Linked DNA regions of Lactuca sativa: region 1 is linked to region 2. Evidence: chromatin contacts called from public Hi-C data. All regions are on one chromosome and are shown on one strand. Each heading gives the region's core, a stretch centred on a gene start, on an enhancer-like site or on the middle of the called end of the contact. The rest is flanking DNA. Distances are from core to core; before and after follow the strand shown. Region 1 holds the start of LOC111913122 (protein NEOXANTHIN-DEFICIENT 1). Region 2 holds the start of LOC111912397.

The links. Hi-C and Micro-C count contacts between places; a contact is called where the count stands out from the background.
Region 1: a Hi-C map of leaf shows a contact between it and region 2, with 3 times the contacts expected there. The contact joins the promoter of LOC111913122 here to the promoter of LOC111912397 in region 2. A contact is called at or near these places in 2 of 4 Hi-C or Micro-C datasets (both in leaf).

Annotation. Positions count from the first base shown.
Region 1 is chr4:324,229,084-324,236,561 of Lsat_Salinas_v11, reverse strand. LOC111913122 (protein NEOXANTHIN-DEFICIENT 1) reads right to left here and starts at 5,822. Exons shown (of 11, transcript XM_023908850.3): 1 at 5,688-5,822; 2 at 3,261-3,327; 3 at 3,072-3,155; 4 at 2,903-2,966; 5 at 2,737-2,783; 6 at 2,305-2,359; 7 at 1,881-1,919; 8 at 1,630-1,789; 9 at 1,469-1,538; 10 at 1,317-1,373; 11 at 1-381. The coding sequence starts at 3,325. The coding sequence ends at 165. LOC111913123 (a long non-coding RNA gene) reads left to right here and starts at 5,685. Exons shown (of 2, transcript XR_002857430.3): 1 at 5,685-5,824; 2 at 6,133-6,337.
Region 2 is chr4:323,800,579-323,807,681 of Lsat_Salinas_v11, reverse strand. LOC111912397 reads left to right here and starts at 1,567. Exons shown (of 5, transcript XM_023908131.3): 1 at 1,567-2,007; 2 at 2,274-2,352; 3 at 2,461-3,057; 4 at 3,134-3,385; 5 at 4,089-4,482. The coding sequence starts at 1,584. The coding sequence ends at 4,242.

The DNA.
Region 1 (7,478 bases), core at 4,573-7,072, 420 kb before region 2:
ATATATGAATACAATAATCAGTACAAAAAGAATAGAGTTCCATTGTAAGTTATGATGATAATCTTTTATGGGACATAGAAGAGAGAGTGGTTAGTTTTATTTTATTTTTTCCATTCGAAAATTAGGAACATGAATGATTAATGGGAAATGGTCATGTCATTCTACTAAGAGTGATAAGATTGTAAGCCATGTTGTGAAGGATGATCAGAGCCTTTTGAAACAACAACGGGAGGTTCAACTTTCATCTTTAGGCAATTGAACTCGAGAGCTAAAATTGGTTTAGAAAACATTATTGATATACTCACGTCTCTTTTTTCTAAGGATTCCTTCATCTCCCCATCCAACAACCCTAAAACTCTTGCTGGTGATGTTGGTTTCAACCTGCCCACATCAATTGTATTAAAACACTTTGAAAAATAGGTTGAGAATTCAAGAATTCATAATATGTTAATAATTGGAGAATCAACATTGCCCATCAATTTTGAAATACTATTTTTATGGTTTTTATTTTCGACTATCAAAATTTATGATTTTTTATTCTCTAAAAATCGATATTCATATTGACATAATGTAATGTTTTTAGAGTAAATTACTGAAATTGTCTTTATGGTTTGGTTAAAATTGCACGTTTGGTCCCAAACTTTTTTTTGCACTCGGATTGTCACTGTGATTTGATTTTGTTGCATTATTCGTCCCTATGGTTTGATAAAAATTGCACGTTTGGTCCCTAACTTTATTTATGTAAGGGACGGAAAATGCAACAAAATCAAACCATAAGGATTATCCGAGTGCAAAAAAAAAGTTAGAGACTAAACATGTAATTTTTATCAAACTAGGGACGATTTTAGTAATTTACTCATGTTTTTATACACTACACATTTTAAAAATTAAAAATTATATCAACTTTCGTCATGTGTATCAATCAAATGTAAATAAAAATTGTACTCACATATGATACAAACTAGTGCATCCCAATTTGATTATAACTCATTTGTTATACACATATTAACAACAAAATATTAATCACATGTGAATATACATATAATTTATTTACATGTTAATAAAGAATTAGTTTTAATAAATCGTATACACTGTTGGCCTTTGAATAATACGTATGACGAAAATTGATTAAAAAAATCATATTTATATACTAAAAAATTATATATATATATATATATATATATATATATATATATATATATATATATATATATATATATATATATATATATATATATATATATATATATATATATATATATATATATATATATATATATATATATCCAAATAAAAAATGATGAATGAAAAGAAACCTGCACTCAATCTCACAGTAGTACTTGAGAAGCTCAGGTTTATGTTCTGTATGGCCACTGCAATTTCATATCAACATACTTTTATTAATTTATCACCGATAGATCTTTAATTTAACAATTTAAAATCAAATAAAACAACAAATTTAATTTACCTAAAGCTTGGAAGCGAAATCTTAATTGTGGGTCCCATTCCCATCCACTTGAAGGGATTCGTCTTCAGAACTGCAATATCACGATGATGCATGCTATTAATTTACTTGCACAAAAAAAAAAAAAAAATCATGTTAAAGAAAGATGATATCAACCCACAAACCAGGAGAAGTAAGGCCAATATCAAAGAGGCGAGTTGTCACAGGACAATTGATTTCAACTACTTGTATATCCTTGTTACTTTCATTACCAAGATCAACATTGCTACTACTCATCAAACCATTGCTTCTCCTCTTTGATCTACTCGACATGGCCTTTATACTCTGCATAATGTGATAAACTAATTCAAAATATGTAATGAAGTGATAGCTTAACATATAAAAACAATTAACTATTATTCATCTTTGAGCCTACCTTTGAAAACGTGGCAACTTGACTTGGAAGCCCGAATTCCTGAAAAGGATCATCAAGAATAAGGATGGAACACCAAGTTCGTATAGATAACAAGAGTATTGAAGACAAAATTCTTTATTTATTTCTCTCTTTACAACAAGAGTGAAGACAAAAGGATTCCAATCCAATGGAATTAGAAATTTAGAACTCTCACATTAGGCATATATACTATAATGAATATGACCCCTTTTTCCGAAATATACCACCCCATAAGATTCTTTTAAGCATTTATTTCCACCAAATTTGGAATATGCTATAGAGAAATACGCAACTTGCTTCATATACAAAGTAAGAGATACTATAAACCTAAACACTTGGTATAAAAATGATATTCTTTTATTTTACCATTGGATCCATGTCACCAATACTGAAATCTGGACCCTACCTTTCTGCCATGCCTACATGCCTCATCACTGTTGACATAAACCCTTGATGCCCATCTTTAAGCAAACATGTTATCAAGACAAGTTAATTAGTCACACAGGAAACAGTGGCGAATTTAGAACAAAATATAACGTGGTTCTCAAATTAAGTGAAGCCGATAAAAAAAATCAACAACACTTGTGAGGGGTCGGCTCGGGTCGGGTCGTGTACAATTTAATGAAATATAACTGAAAAAACCGATCAGCCACCACCATTTAAAATTTAAAAAAAAACCCGACTGAAAACATATAGTTCTTGGAATCCCATTATCTTTTCGACATTAGCTGATTGGTTTCTTAGGTGGAAAACTAAAAGTAGGTAACTATATCTAAAGAATGAAATTAACATTATAATATATGCTACGATTAGATAAAAGCATAAGCCAATAACTTACGCATGAGATATTGGTGGGTTCCAGACAATTCCTGAGATCACAACAAGCTGAATAAAACGTTGTCAATGTAAAACAATGGACTCGAATAAAACAATGCAGTTGTCTAATTATATATGCATCAACCACTTGGGGTGTGATTTGATATAGTTTATAGAAGAAAAAGAACCTCATCGAAGCTTCCAACTGGGCTCTCATTGTAGTTTGCAAGAAAGAAACCTCCTAGAGTGTATCTTTAGGCATAATAAACATACAATTATCATATGCATTGATCAATTATTTTTAATGTAAATGTGACATGAAAATCCAACTATTCATTCATGAAATTGTGGAAATACCCAAACGCTTCAACTAATTTGAACTCTTTAGGTATGACAGCCTTTGCAATTTCTGCTTTCACTAGATGAAACTGGTACAAGGCACTGTGAAGGGAGTAATAAATAAATATAGTTGCTCTTTTTAAATGTTAAAAAAAAAAATAATTAAAAGAGAAATTGATCATATATAGTAGGATATATATCACTTGCCTTCCTTTAAAAATCCAAGGAGGTTTACCATATCCTGAAGAAGATTTGGTTTCCTTAACCTCCATATCTATAAGGGATTGTCCCAACAATGGTGATTACGTTAATAATGGTTGCAAGAGTAGTTAAAGAGTTTGTAATTCCTTATTTTGTTGATTGGTGTGAGTTTTAATATATACTAGTTGTGACTTGTGACATGTATTAGATAGGTTTATTTAAAAAAAAATAAACAAACATTAAGATCTAACAATTTAGAAAATTTAAATTTATAAGAAACAAAAAGTAAAATAATAATTATTAAAATTGAAGTGCTTATGTGTATGACAAAAAACTGTTGTGTACGAATCACTTCCCTTAAATAAATAAACAACTAAAATAATTAGATTCAATTTAGAAATTTAGAAATTATAAGCAAAGTTGCATTATTGAATTGGATATACATTTATTATTACATTTATTACATTTAAGTATTATATGAAATTTTATAAAATGGAAAAACCCACAAAATGACACATGGATATAATTTAACTAAATTTACTACAAAATGACATGTGACATAATATGTAAGAGGATGACAAATGACAAAATTATTGTCATTTATTAGGAGGATTTAATTTATTTATAACTAGTTGTAAGACTCATGTATTACATGAGTTAATTTAAAAAAAAAAGAGTTAAATATAAAGATCAAAATATTTAAAAACTTTGAATTTATAAGAAAATAAGAAAAACAATGAATTATCATAATTGAAATGTTTTTTATCTTTTAAACTTAAACAACTAATTTGTAAATTTTGAAATTAAAAACTATGTTTATTAATATTGATATCCTTTTATTATTATATTTATTGCAATCATTACATTAAAATATTATGTTGAATTCAATAAAATAGAAAAACTCATAAAATGACAAGTGGAAAAAAAATTATTTCAAAATAACTATAAAATGACATTTGACAAATTAAATAAGAATATGAGATCGTAAAATAAACATTTACTTATTAGAATTGATTCCATATATTTGTTAAAGCACTACATGTTTAAGATGACATTGAGCATAATTGTACAGTGAAAAATATGGAGTTAATTAAGTTAGTGAAAAAGCTAGTCAATTTATTTTTTTGTCCAACATTAGAGTTTTTTGAAGTCAATAGTTGGGTTTTTTCGAAATAAAAAACTGCCACTTACGGTAAACCTGCTAACAAATCCGAATGAGAATAATAGAAAAATATGAGGTTTTTGAATTTTTTAAAAAATGTTTATATTTAAACAAAAAATATCAGAAAATTAAAGCTTTTCTATAAAATTAACATTTTTATATATAAAGTAGTCTAAAATTTGAAAATTCATAAATTAGTTGGAAAACCCAAATTTTCAAACTTTATTGTCATTTTGGCTTACCGTGAAGAATAACCCATAATGATAAATGTCAAACCTTATTCAAGTGAAACTCAACTCAAATTGTTCTTTAATATTCACCAATCTAATGACAAATGTCAAACCTTATAAAATGATTTTTTTTCTAATACCATTTTAAATAAAATAAACAAACTAACCGGCCCACTTCATGCAAATATATTGATTCAATACAATGTCCACCATGCCTTAAAAAAATAGCAATTTACCATTTTTTTTCTTACATTTATACAATAAGTAGAAAAAAAATGTTATATATATATATATATATATATATATATATATATATATATATATATATATATAAACTTCTCATTTGCAATAACTTTATTTCAGTTTATAATGCCATTTATTATAAGTAACTAGGTGTGAGACCCATGTATTACATGGGTTTATTTAAAAAAAATTAAATATAAAATTTTAACAATTTGAAAACTTTAAATTTATAAGAAAAATAAGAAATTTTTTGAGTTATTAAAATTAATGAGACTTTAATGCATTAGATACATTACATATATAAACCATTTTCTAATAAATACTTTATATATATATTACCTTATATATTAAATGTAGATTTTAATTTGATAAAATCAAAAATACAATAAAATGACAAGTGGAAAATAGAAAAATTTATAATTTCTAGAAAATGCCATGTGTTCAAATAAATGAGAAGAGGACATGTGGCAAAGTCATTTTCATTTATTAAGGTAGAAGCCCATTATATTAGGGTCTTTTTTTTGTCTACTTTAAGTTTATTTGGTTTTACATGATAGGAGAAGATGAACGGATTTTTATCTCTGTTTCTCAGGTTTTTCCTTTTTAACATTAGATATAACAAAATACTAATATTATATTCAACATAATATACTTTAAAACTATTTATATAATATAAAATGCTGATAAAGTCATAAAGGAGATCACTTGATTTAACTTTTTAGTTAACTTAAATATCATAAATTATAACTTAACCTGTGAGTGGAAGAAAAAAATATAAATAAAGAAGAGATGACTTACAAGTTACAAGATAACGAGCTATGCGATTGGTGACCGGCGACGCCAAATGCGAAGACGCAGAGCCCACAGATGACGGAGTCCGCCGGCGAAAAGCTGGAGGAGGTGATTCCGGTGAGGCGGAGAGAAGCTGAGAGGCGGTGGGTTTTTTCTGTTCTTATTTCTTTTTGTTATTATTATTATTTTTCTTTTTGTTGTTTTGAAGTTATAAATGGATAGTGAAAGCTAAAAGTTGTGGTAGCTGTTGCACGTTGGGATCATCAAACCCCACCATATCCGATCTCCTTACCTTATCCATCTTTCCCAATCATATTTACTACTAAATAAATTAATAATATTTACCTTGTTCATTTTTCCCTATCATATTTGTTTGTTGAAAACCTAGTTTTTTGTTTCGTAATTAAGATGATGAACAAAAGATGCATTATCCTCCTTCGACTCTTTGCAGGTATGAGCAGCTGGATTCACTAAGCTCTACAGTTAAGTCTCCATTGAAGCCATGGAAGTGCAAAATGGAGATGAAAACTGAAAAAGAACCTGAGTTCATACTTCTGACTCTTTTGATTATCTTCTTGAAAAAGAACCTTTCATTATTCTTGTTACGGATGATCTAGTCTCTATGCAAGTATAATATTATTTATACTTTCAAACTATTTCATTGCTTTGTAGTTTGGATGATATTGGTATAGTTGATTAGATCTTTTGAAATACAATGGTTTGATAGGAAGAAACCAAAGTATGATGCTATAATAAAGAAATCAACAAAAATAAATTGCTATATCTTGCATTTAACGGTTCAAATTAGGCAAGATTTTTGTTTTTCGCAAGAAAGAGAACAATCTATTTCCTCAATCTCATAAAACTTGTAACAATGTCTTTACTGTGATTTCCCATGAAAATTGCAATTATTCTACTTTTGGCAAAATTTGGAGCTCAAATTACCTATTTGTCCATTGTCATAATATTGATATCACTGATTTTTGTCTTGCAAGATCCTCATATTCTATGTTATATAAGTTTTTTTTTAATGTTACACATCATTTTAGTTTCACTATTCTTGTTATGATGTCCCTTTGTTTATCAACAAATTTTGAAGCTTTAGTTACCAATTTAATGAATATAATAAGGGCTAGATGAACATTTATTCAACAAAATTTTATGTTTTTTTTTCAATTTATGCAACATAGTGGTGCTTAATACGAAATATGCAACAAAGATATATTATAGGAACAAAAGATGCAATATTGGACATTTTTTAACCGGTTAGAAGAAGGGCGCATAATTTGCATAAGTTGAATAAATTGGTAAAAAATGGCACATTGTTATAAAATTGGTAAAAGCTAAAAATTGTGGCATAAATTGGTAAAAAAAAGTGAAATATTTTTAAGAATTTAAGTGATGCCACGTAGGGTTTAGCATTTTGACCGAACCGGAACTGGAACCTGTTCGGAAACGCAACAGGTTGGGAAGAAATCAATGGACCGTCGACCGGACCATTAGGTGTATATTGGTGCCGGTTTTCCGGTTGGAACCATACAACATGCAATGTGTATGGTACAAGTCGATGAAGTAGTTGCTATGTAATAGTTTAGATGAGTTATTTGAGTTGCTCGAAGATTTACAAGTTTATATGAGTTATTTGAGTTGTTGTCTTAAATGTTTTTAAAAATTTCTTTTAAAAAAAATACATAACTTACTTAAAACGATGTTTCTAACATCAATCATGCAATCATTTATGAAAATGTTGTAATTACGTAATTAAAAAAACTCACAAAAGTATTATTGTGACAAAAA
Region 2 (7,103 bases), core at 318-2,817:
AATTATTATTTTTTTTTTATATTTTCAGCTATCGTTATTCATAAGTGAATAAAAATGAATCAGGTTTTTACTACAGTACATTCGTTATTCAGTTATGAATAAAAACTATGATTTTTTTTTTCAATTTAAGTATAATTCATATATGAATATAGCATATAATAAATATAGTATATTCATATTTAAATATTAGACGATGCATTCATTTATGAATATTACATAGTATATTCACTTGTGAATATTAGATGGTATATTCACTTATGAATATTAGATAATATTTTCATATCTGAATATTACATAGTATATTCATTTGTGAATATTAGATGATATATTCACTTATGAATATTACACAGTATATTCAAATATGAATATTACACAGTATATTCACATATGAATATTACACAGTATATTCATATATGAATATTACAAGGTATTTTCACAAATATATATAATTTTTATATGTTATTCACATATGAATAACATACAGACTTGTATATTTGTTTTTTTGTTTTAATAATCATATACTGAGAAAATATATTCATATATGAATATAACATGGTAATTTAGTTTATGCATTTCATCAAACAGTTGGAGTGCATACAATGTAACTTTTTCTAAAAATGTTAAAAACATGATATTTTGACTATTTAAATCTTACAAAAGAGTAGATTGATAGAGAATTATATGAAATTTTTCAAAAAAAAAAAAAAAAAAAAAACGATTTGGTCTTTTTCTAACCTCAGTTTTGAAGTTTTATTTGATAATCGATGTTGAATGAATGATATGAAGTGAATTTTTGTTGATTATCGATGATGTTGATCTAATAACGCTGTGAGTATAATTAATCATAGATGTTGAAGATCTGATCGTATTCAAGCACAATTGAAGGTTGAATTAAGAGAACCAAAAACGAATTTTTGTTGTTAACTGTTGAATCGTGTTGATTATTAACGAAGATCGATGATTGATTAGCACTGGATGATGTTGATGATCGTTTAATTGAAGAAATCTGAATGATTGTTGAAAGTTGGAGAATAAATTTGGATGATGAACTATGAATGAGTTTGAACTGTAATCTAATTCTCTATAGATACGTATTTGAGATTGAAGGTTGTTATCATATTTACAAGTTTGCCACCGTGTGTTTTTATGTTTATATAAAATGAATGGTTGAGAATAATTCCCCCATTCTCAATCTTTTTTATTTTCTAAATTGAACCAACCTCTCTCTCTCTCTCTCTCTATATATATATATATATATATATATATATATATATATATATATATATATATATATATATATATATATATATATATATATATATATATATTCCGAAGTAAGCAATTATTTTTCAAAAAGTAAAAAATAATGGTTATTTTTTCAAAGGTTTTGTTTGTAATGCTTAGTTTAATGAATTTAATGAATTTTCCTTTTTTTCAAACACTATCGAATGCATACACGAAATATCATGGAGGGGCAAAAGTGTCACGAAGTGAATAAACAAGGTAGATAGTTGAAATATCAACATCATCAATACTATACATTCAAGTCCTCCAATAAAGGGAGGGTTTTAGTTTTACCAGAAATGAGCATTTCTGAACTTCTTCCCGCCACTAAAAACCCTAGAAAATGGAGGTTCACATGGGAATCCAATTCTCACGTCCCCATTATCCGGTTATACCTCTTTCACCCCAACACCAAACCCTCATCTCAATGCACCGATTTGAAGGTGACTATTTTATCGGATAAATCTCTACTCGAAGTTACTTGGCTCGACAAAAATCAAGTAGGGTCACCGGCGACGGCAGCGTCACTTTGGGTTCCGATTCCTAGGGTCTTGATCGATGTTGATTCGCCTATTAATTTGCGAGTACTGGATGATCACATCGAAGTTAAATTTGTTCTGATTCTTCCCGTCGACCACCCGATTATATCGAATTTTGATTTTGAAGCTGGTGATGAGAATGAATTGGAAGATGATGAACTTCAACCTCTTCAATTGGATTCTGGTAATGCAAATATGTTCTTTTTATTTTTGATTTTCAGCATTCATTGGCATCTTAGCTCTTAGCATTATTCACCAGCACTAAAGTTATATTGCATCAAACAAAGAACCGGTATATGGTACTCTGTAATGGTGTGCAAAGCTACTTAGAACATTTCATCTTATTCCTCTTCTGCATATCATTTATCCTTCACACTATCTTCTTTTCCAATGTGCACTTCGTGTTTCTCTTGTATTTCATTCTTATCCATTTGAACTTTGTGAATTCAGATCTTAAGAAGCTGGCTTCTTGTGGAGAGGTGCAGTTTTATTGCAGAGGTTGCTCTACCAAGTTAACAAGAGCTGTTCAGTAGGATTCTCTCCCCATTAACACCATACCTTCTACATTCATTCTTTGAGTCATTCTATAACACTTTCTAATAGTTAACCTAATAGTGAATCCGAATCATATACACAGATTTTTCAAGGAAATGCCATCTGTTAATTGGCGTGAGGCAGCTGATAACTGGTTTGGGACTTGTTGCTGTTCTTTTGGGGGTGTAAGTGAGAAACTTGTAGCAAAATATGCCAACTCATACACATGTTCATCAGGAATGTGCCTAGTGGATGCTACCTCTGTTGTCATCTCCAAAGATGACTTAATAGGACATACATTTCCTGACAAAATTAAACTCCAAGAACACAAATCTCTTCATTCTTTGAATAACAGCTTTAAAAAGCTGAATGTTGATCATGGTAGTCAAAATGAAAAACTCCATGATCATGAATGTGTCCATGTTCATGAACATGAAGAGGAAACACTTGATACAAATGAGTTACTAGCAAACAAAACTAGTCTCCTCAATGGTCTTCTTGGAAATAGCTTCATGGTCACATCTCCATATCTTTCAAAAGACATAAAATGGAGTGAAATCTCATGTCCTAATTGCTCATGTCTTCTTGGAGCATTCCCACATGATAATCTTGATGGTTTCCCATTGAATGATAGTGTTCACTTGTTCAAATGTTTCATATCTACTTCACTACCAATTGGAGGTTCAAATGACCTTTTTAGGTAAATTTTATATCTTTATGTTATTACTTTTTAGGTTTAGATCATGATTTTTATGTGGTTTGATGAATCTTTGCAGGAAATACAGTTTAGAGAGGATGTTCAGTAGCCAGTTGTTGGAAAGTGCAAAAGATGAACTCTCATTCAGAACAGTGGTTAGAAATCTGCAAACAAGATCTCCAATGTTGCAAATTGTTCTGATAAACCCTAATTCATGGTGCTCATTTGGGGATTGTATGGATGAAATGGTATCGATTCCCAAGATCAATATCTACCCTATGATTAAAGTGCTATTTTCAGACTGCAGTAACACCACTGAATCTCAGCTAAGGTTTGTTAATATCATCTTAATTTTTTCTTTCTTTCTTCTTGACCTTTAAAAAAGGTTTCTTTCAGTTTTTTTTCTTTAGTGAAATGCACTTTTTGTCCCTATAGTTTTCAAATAGACAAAATGACAGAAATGGTCCCTGTGAGAGAATTTTTTTACTGAAATGGTCCCTGTATAACAAAATTACAAAAATGATCCCGTTTTAAGATACAGAAATGGTCCCTCTGTAGGAAATAGATGAAATTACAGAAATGAAAAATGGTCTTTCTGTAGGAAATAGACGAAATTACAGAAATGGTCCTTGTGTAAGAGAAAGTTACAAAAATGGTCCATGTGTAACAAAGTTAAAAAAAAAATGGTCCATGTGTAACAAAGTTACAGAAATGGTCCTGTGTAAGTAAAAGTTACGGAAATGGTCCCTGTACGTCAGACAAAATTAAAGAAATGGTCCTTGTGTTACAAAATTAAAGATCGGAAATGGTCCCTGTGTGAGAAAAAATTACAGAAATGTCCTTGTAACAAAATTACAAAAACAATTCCCATCTAAGATAAAGTTACAGAAATGGTCCCTCTGTAGGAAATATACGAAATTACAGAAATGTTTGTGAGAGCATTCAAAGGCATTTACATGTTTTACTTTTTTACTTTCTTTACTTATTACAATTACTTTCTCAATAATGAAAAACAATTTTGAATCTTTATACAGGAAACTAGATGAATGGGTTAAAAAGAATCAAGTTGAAGATGTTTACATGTTGATGACAAAAGCATTAGCAGAATCATTGGAACTAGCAAACCGAATGCTTCCACCTTCTCATGCATCTCTTCAGGGTTTGTCTTTATCTTTCTTACATAGGTAATCAACATTTTAAAACTTCACTAAAAAATTATAGTAAATTTAGTGATTAATATTTGTTATCAAGTTTGTAGTCCTAGTCTTCTAGATGATTTAGGGTTTGGAAATTAGCACCTACATGTTGCAGTTTTGTGATATTGGGCTATAAATTCACAAAAAAATATTATCTTAAAATAGCACTTTTGCTTATTTGATGAGTTTTGAGATACAAATTCTTGAAGAAACGAGATGACTTTTGGGATCATGTACTTATATTCTTAAATTAGATATGTCCGTTTTAACTAAATTGTTGATATTTGTACTTTTGAAATAGAAAGTGGTTTTAAGTCTCTTGATTTTGGAATATTTCTTGTTGAAGGATGAGTTGATCTTGCATCATATTTGTAAGGTCACGTTCCATAAAAAGTAAAACCACAAGAAAATTGTGTTTGATGCCTTTTTTTTTTTTTTTTTTTTCCATTGATATAATCACAATAATATAAAATATAAAGCAATTACATCGGATTGGTTAAAAACTTATAATTGTTGCTAGAGTCATCTACTATTTATATTAAAGGGTTATTCTTCCAACAATCTATAAGTTGTTGGCCCACATTATCTTGAAAAACATCATGTGAGATGTTAATAACATCATTACATAAGTCAATACCAATTTATGGAGGCGTGTGAAGCCGATAATTTACAAGTCTTGATTTCATTCATTTTGTAAAAAAAGTTTTGAGTTGAAATTCCTACTAAATCTCCTTTGTTTAGAATATATTCTCTAATTTTCAGCGTCGTAAATTCGTGTTGAGACCTACATGAGAATCTTAAATGATGCCATTTCAAAAGGAAAAAGAACAAAATTTATTGGATTATTTTGGTGCCATGGAGGCTATAAATACGACCTTGAAAAACCATACTAAATATAGCAATTTATAATCGGGAGTGTGTGAATGCATAGAGGAAGCACAACAAGTGAGGTCTTGCATGAAGAAAAGTGTGTCGTTTGGTAGCCAAGGATGACTTGCCTACATTCTTCTTTTCAAAGGGTTTTTTGGTCTTTTCAAAGACCCTTTGTTTCGTCGGTTGTCAGGCAGTCTCTTTGGCTAACCTCACGGTCTCTTTTCTCTCATGTCAAACCTTTTCTTGTTTGACAAATTATTTCTACATTTTGATGACATACAATTCAATCTATATTATCCTCTCTTACACACAATAAAGGTAAGAGTTTTATTCCTTTGTTGGATTGAAACCTTGTGTTTGTCAAATTTAAAAATATAACAAAAAAGTTATATGTACATATGCACTATTTTGCATAATTGCTCGATAACTTGTTAATTTGCTTAGATTATATTCATCTTGAGAATTTGATGTCATCACAAATAACAATTTGGGTTGATAGCAATCAAACCAAACAAACCACATGATGAATGGTGTATAAAAAGCATAGTAGCAAAAAGATGAAATAATTCTTGACTATATATATAATATATAGATGTGTAGTCTTTTGAGTACGGAAAAAGAGGTTAACAAGCTTCTTTCATAGTCAAAACCATAAAAATATCATTTTAACGATAATGGAAAGTTGTTTTGTGTTATGATGATATTGATGGGAGAGGTGGAAGCAGATGGTGGTGGTGTGGTAGTGGTGGTGCTCTTGAGTTTTGGGGTGTGGTCTACATTTGGACCTTATTGCTGCTACCGAGGCTTAGCAACGGTCTCGGAGCTATAAAGTAGTTTACCTTGGGAAATTCGAGAAGCAGATGCCAAAAAGACAGAAGGAAGAGTAGAGGAACCGTTTATTTTAAGAATCACATAACACAATTCAATCACATGCATGAAATGCAGCCTAAGAGAATACTAGAAGAAGAAGAAAAGGGATAATGACTTATGAGAGTAACAAACTCATTTTCGTGTTAAAAAAGAATACCATTATGACTGACTTTAGCCGGTTTCCGACAACTTTGACATCTCTGATGAATCTCTTAATCTCCTGTCATCTTCTCGGGCAACATGAGTTTTCCAGTGAAATCGTGACACATCATAAACAAAATCTCCAACGACTCTCCCTTCATATCTCAAATTTTCCATATTTTTGAAGAATTGATTCTTGAACATGAGTTCTTGTTTCTAAAGGACTCAAGAACATATCTCGTTTCTAATGAACCCACCAGAAAAAACACTTGAACAAATCTTAAGAGTATATACGATGAAGTCAATAACGGATCTCAAGAACATATCATGTTTATGCCATGGATGAACCTTCAAAGATGTTCTTGAAATGGTTTGAACCTAAAAACATGTCCCAAAACATGTCATTGAACTCGATTTTCAGATCTTGGTTTCTTATGATCTTGTGCTCTTTAGTTCCGGAAATCATTTGAACCTTTAATTTCTAGATTTCACTTGAAGGTCTTATTTGATGTGTCAATAACTTGCTGGAAAACTCATATTGGCCGGAAGCTTGCAAAAGATTATTGAGAGTCGCTGGAGATGTTAAAATCGTCGAAAACCGATTAAAGCCGGTCATAATGATATTTTTTGATCACTAAAAACGAGTTTCATAGTAAATGGTATACAAAAAAACATGAATAAATGTGGACAAAAGTAAAAATTGGTTACCCTCTTAAAAAATAAACATTTACATTGCTAAAGATATAAACGAACAACTAAATAAACCATAACGCAAAAAATAAGTGTTTTCATGATCATTATTAATATTTATGACTAGTTTTCTTCATTTCTATTTTCTCAAAAAAAAAAAAAAAAAATCTTGTTTTCGATTTGTTTTTGTTTTTATTTTCTTTTCCTATTTTTTTCTTTCATTTTCTGCTTTTACTGCTAATTATGCACCTTTGACAAGTACAAAATTAAACTAAAATA